Linked DNA regions of Mus musculus: region 1 is linked to region 2. The links are chromatin contacts, called in public promoter capture Hi-C maps. All regions are on one chromosome and are shown on one strand. The core of a region is the stretch at or near the end of the contact, and the rest is flanking DNA. Distances in the headings are between cores, read along the strand shown.

Region 1 (2,700 bases), core at 119-2,618, 2.0 Mb after region 2:
TGCTGTCTATACCACTGAGCTATAATTGCCAGCCCCCAGACTGTACCTCCCATGGTTTTGTACTTGATCCAGTTCCCTGCACCCTTCACCCCTTAGATGCTGCGTTCCTGGCCCGGGAGAAGGCGAAGGCCGACGCTGAGTGCTACACAGCGCTGAAGATCGCAGAAGCAAATAAGGTAAAGGGCGCCTGACCCACCGTCCTGAGGAGGTGTTGCCTCTGCCGCTCGCTACCCAGAGCCCTCACAACAGAACTGAGGACCCTCTGCTGGGTTAGACAGCGCTTCTCTTGTGTGGGAAGCCTTAATAGAAGCTTCATTTTGTATTGAACAGGAAAACTCTGGAAACTGTTGCTACTCTGTCATAGACCTTAGATTATTTTCTCTCAGAAAAAAATGGTTTCTGGGTAACAGGGAGGCCATGAGACATGCAAACACATGTCTGCTTGACAGATGCCCTCCCCAGATGAAGTTCCTCTCTGGTGTCCCCTCCCTAAGCTCTCTTCACTTCCATCACAGCTCAAGCTGACTCCAGAATACCTGCAGCTGATGAAGTACAAGGCCATTGCTTCCAACAGCAAGATTTACTTCGGCAAAGACATCCCCAACATGTTTATGGATTCCGCAGGGGGGCTGGGCAAGCAGTTTGAGGGGCTGAGCGACGACAAGCTGGGCTTTGGCCTAGAAGATGAGCCCCTCGAGGCACCCACAAAGGAGAACTGAGGAAACACTGTCTGCAAGCTCTGCTCGGGCAGCTTAGAGAGAGCTGTATTCTTTAAGATGAGACAGAGCAAAGCGCTCCTCCTTTCCACACTACCTTCCTTGACTCTTCTTACTGTGGTTAAAAAGGAAGAAATGGACACAAACTTACCCCCTTCTGGGAAGGGAGAGCAGATGGAGAGTTGTTTTTTGGGTTTATTTTTAATTCAGGTAAGTAAGTTGTATGACTTCTGAGAAGGTGTATGCACCGTAGATTTGACCTCTGACCTGCAGACACCAACATTGTCACTTTGAAGCTGGTTTAAGTGGAGCTACTGTCAGTATGAAGAGGGAGAGTGTGTGCTGCCTCCTCGTGCTTGAATTCCTTCAGGGAAAAGTGTACTCCACAGTTCTCTCCCTTGCCTCTAGTGTAGGCAGTGTCTGCGTGTGGGGCTCGTGACAGAAGGCCGTCTGCTGCGGAACATGAGCTGCAGAGAGCGTTGGCCGGCTGGGCTTTTTGACTGAGTGGATTACTTGAGAGTTAAGCTGTCTTGAGCCCTTTTTAGGAAGAACTTGGTGCTAGGTTTTGCAAGGTTTTCTACACACTGTACTCTGCTCTAGTGTTTGTTGGCTACATCTCACCGCAGCAGGGCTTGGTCACACCACACACTCCTTTTCCGTACTTTGACCTGATCTGTGATTTCATTTCTTCTTGAATAATCTATTCATGAGTTGCACTCAGCGTTAAGATGGGAACAAACAAGTGCTGTTAGCTGATGACGTAGCTCCTTATACCCCTTAGCACTGTGGTGCTGTGTGGCTAATTATGCGTATGCTTTTGAGACCAAACATCTTTATCATTATGGAGATTCTTCATTGAAGAGCCCTTAACACTGTGGAGAAGGGCCCAGCCAGATGACACCCAAGTAGTAGTGCCTGTGGCCTGTGCTGGGGCTTTGTCTGACACTGATGAAGAGAGCAGGCAGCCACTTGAGAGTCGGCTCCAGTGAGTCACCCTAGGAAACTGAGAATGCGAAGAATAGATATGAGAGAAAGGGATTTCTTATCCTGAAATTGCACTGGGGGTGGGGCTCTACCATGGCCTGTGAGTGCACACAGAATGCCTCTGTGGAGGGCAGCTCTGCAGGTAATCTGCAGACATGGCAGTACCCTGTGCAACCATGACTGGCTCTAGCTTAGGACTTGGCCTTGTTAGCTGGTCCCCTACCTCATCCTCCCCCCACACAAAGCACCTACTGTTCTCTCTTAGGTGACTACTATAAATGGTATTTTCTGGCATCAATTCCCACCTCAGTTTTGGTTTTGTAAGTCGGGCCAGTTTGCTCCTAAGTGGCACCAGACTTGTCAGGTATTTGGGAAGCATTCAGCCGACCCAAAAAGAGGCAGGGTTCACTGTGCTTACTTCAGATGTTCCCTTCTCTGTCCTGACTCCTCAGGCCACTGACCCTGGCCACACTGTACAAACTACAAAATGTTCCTGAAAAGGACATTTTAATGTGCTCAAAAGCTCTTGCAAAAGTGGGTTTTTTTCCCCAAGACCAACTCATCTTCTTCTCATTTGTTGCTGCTAACCACTTGTTGAGAGCAACGTGCTATACCCAGCATCCTCTCTTGTACGTGCACCTGAGAAAACACTACTTCAGTGGAGTCGGTGCAGGAGGGAGGGTACCCCGCCATCCAGCGCCCTCCTAGCCCGAGAGGCTCTGTAACTAGCATTCTGAGAGCTCATCCCTCCATTACAAAGAGCCACAGTAAAGTCCTGCTGCAGCTGCTCCTTCCCTGCCCCTTTAATGTCACTTCTTTAACAGAACAGAAATGTCCCCATGTCATAGCATAAATTCAGTAGCTATTGGTATCTGTCCCAGCAGTAAAATCATGGAACTCAGATGTCTTTTTAGCATGGGATGCCTAGCCCATCTGTCTTTATGACCTTGTTTTTTGTAATACTATAAAATCTGACTTAGGCATTTGAATTCTAAACATG
Region 2 (2,700 bases), core at 172-2,671:
CAACTGGCGTTGTGACTCAGAACAAACTAAGTTTGCTCTCCATTTGGGTTTCCTTGCATGCAAGCGAGTGCTAAGGCTAAACAAGCCCACCAAATGCTCACTACTAGCTCCTACAGTCAGCCTTTAGTTTTGCTGTGGGATACCGGGGAGAAAGAAACACCAGTCACCAATACGCACTGCTGTAGCTTCAATTTAGAAGCCAGAATCCTTGCGCTTGGCTCTTTGCTCTTTAGCGAAATAACTCTTAGCAAGTCAGGTCTCCTGCAGGCTTTGCGGAATTCTACTGCCCACCTACACCCCAGCCAACTCTTTGAATCTGTGTTTCCTCACAGCGGTTTTAATGGTCAGAAATCTGGCAACCAGCAGGTGAGGTAGTTGATCCTAGATGGGACCTTTACCTGCGGAACAGCTGCAAGTGGACCACAGACGGCGCCACCTTCTCCACCACTGCGGCGATGAAGTTGTACTTTCTCCGGAGCCGCCCTGCTCTTGTGGTCCCTGTGAATAAACGGTCCACGGTGAGTGCGTCCCTGGATGCAGGTGTCGCATCTCAAAATTCCCCAGCATCTCCCCGTCCCTCTTTCTCTGAAGGTTCTCCAGACCAGGAGATGAAAGGACCCTCCCTGTCCTACCAGAGGGAAGAAAAGGAGAAAGGGAAGCCCAGTGGCAGCCAGTAAAGAGACCAAAATTAACCAGGCAAGAACACCAGGAACAACCACAACAGGTTGAATCCCTAGAGATGGCGAAGGAAGGCCCACTGAATTCGCGAGCGAGCGAAGTTAGAGCACTCACTTCATCTCCCTCTGAAAAGTAAGAGAAGTGTCAGGAGATTCGCCCGCGCCCCGCTCACCTGCTTCCTCGCAGGCACCCTTCTGCACTGGCACAGCCGGGAGCGCGCCCCGCTGGCGAGCGGCTCGGTTCTCCTTGCGGAGCGCACATAGGCTGGGGTAGGTGCGCCCATCGCTGCCGCACACTACCGCATCCTCAGCACCCTCCGCGCAGCCGCAGGTGCCCAGCCACGCGCCCCCCGAGGGATCCCGGGAGAACGGGGCGCCGCAGCGCAGCCTTGGGGCGCACGGCCGGCCCCGCGCCCCGCCACACTCCTGGCCCTCGGCCGCGGCGCACACTCGGCAGCAGCCGCAGCGATCGGGAACCGGCGCCAAGCCGGCCGAGCAGGTAGGCAGAGTCGGGCAGCGCGTGGGATCGCAGGCATCGGGACAGGGCAGCGAGACTCTGGACCTCCTGGCCTCGGCCCACGGAACAGGCACGGCTGGTAGCAGCAACCACAGCAGGAGAAACTGTGTTCGCACAGCCCACAACCGCTGGAAGCTCATCTTGCTCCCTGACCTCGTCGATTCGACTGTTTTTCCTGGCCTGGATGCTGCCTCAGCCAGCCTTCGGACTTTATAAAGGTCAGAGTCTGGCTCACTTCTACACACACACACCCATATATCACCCACCACCCATGCCATCCCAGGACAAGGGCCACCCACCCCAAAGCCATGAAGGGAGGGGTCCACTCAAAAACCAGTCTTGGGGCAAGGGAGAAACGTGACCACCCACCCACGGCCACGAGATCTGACCAGGAAAACACACAACCAGATTTCCTATTTCACATGTTTTTATTACAAAACAAGCAACCAACCAGTTTTTAGAAAATGACGTTTTGCTACATACCAATTAGGAGCTCACACAACGTAAGAAGCTGGAGTTTCCATGCACTAAGCTCAGTGCTTGCAGGAGGTGTTTCACGGCTCAAACACTGGCTCAAACGGGGCATGCCACACCTTCATAAACAGAGGGCCCAGCAGTCACACTGTGTGTTTTTGCCAAATATTCACTTGATTCAACGCCTACCTGGTATAAGTGACTATAATTGACTCAGGCAGGCAATAACACAGAGAGAGAACGAGGGACTGAGGAAAACAGATTTTGGGGGGTGGGGGTGGGGGAGGAGGTTAAACAGGCGACATGGGAAGCCTAATTTCAAAAACACTGCCGTCTGCTACCAGATAGCTGTTTATTTGGTTGACACTGAAAACAAGTATCAAGTCTACCGCTCAATTACCAGTCCACTGCTTACTCAGAGGGTCATATAAGTCCTGTGTAGAAAGGGGAAAACCAAACCAAACCAGTTTGCTTCCAGTAAACTAGGACGATGGACCTTAAATCTTCCCGGAGGGGCAGCCTTCTACTTGGAAGTAGAGCTGTCACTCCGCCACTTTGACCAGAGGTGCCACTTTAGTTTGCGGTCTCCCATATCCTCGGTGTGGTTCGGAGAATGAAAAACACACGCTTCTTTTTTTTTTTTTTCCCCTGATTATCACCTGACCCGAGTAAGCAAGTCCACCAAAGCATTGAAGAGTAATGGATAGGACATACTTCAGCTACAGAGAACAATACCTTCGAAGCTTTATAGAAGGACCCAACCCCAGAGACTGCTTTTATTCCACACAGGAAATGCAGTATCTTTTATAATCCAGAAATCCCTTCGGATTTATCCACAATCTATGCTTAACCACAAACCCACACGCCATCACACCTTGAAAACTAAAGGTTTATGCACCATCTTTGGCTCACATTAAAATACTGTCCTAGGCTGGATATGGTGGCATAGACTTGTAATCCAAGCACTCAGGAGGCTGAGGCAGGAGGATTATCAGTTCAAAGCCAGCCTGGACTCCGTAGCAAGACTCTAGC

Evidence for each region. Promoter capture Hi-C pulls out the DNA fragments that hold promoters and counts their contacts.
Region 1: a contact with region 2 is called in a promoter capture Hi-C map of liver, with 4 times the contacts expected there. The contact joins the enhancer-like site here to the promoter of Htra4 in region 2. A contact is called at or near these places in 6 of 39 promoter capture datasets (HPC-7-derived erythroid cells, hematopoietic stem and progenitor cells, liver and 2 more), 3 of 115 datasets of contacts at active chromatin or transcription factors (astrocytes, bone marrow-derived dendritic cells and thymic regulatory T cells) and 1 of 9 other capture datasets (liver).

Annotation. Positions count from the first base shown.
Region 1 is chr8:27,035,918-27,038,617 of GRCm38.p6, forward strand. Erlin2 (ER lipid raft associated 2) reads left to right here. Exons shown (of 12, transcript NM_153592.3): 11 at 97-176; 12 at 516-2,700. The coding sequence ends at 719. Among named protein-coding and RNA genes, the nearest start is that of Plpbp, 5.3 kb to the right of the region's middle. Within about 2 kb of position 1,369, at least 43 of the 459 cell types and tissues checked have an H3K27ac peak or open chromatin away from gene starts, as enhancers often do. A contact at or near this core is called in liver, where this site is marked.
Region 2 is chr8:25,037,541-25,040,240 of GRCm38.p6, forward strand. It overlaps Htra4 (HtrA serine peptidase 4), which reads right to left and starts at 1,422. Exons shown (of 9, transcript NM_001081187.3): 1 at 851-1,422; 2 at 399-498. The coding sequence starts at 1,334. Plekha2 (pleckstrin homology domain-containing, family A (phosphoinositide binding specific) member 2) reads right to left here. Exons shown (of 12, transcript NM_031257.3): 12 at 1,604-2,700.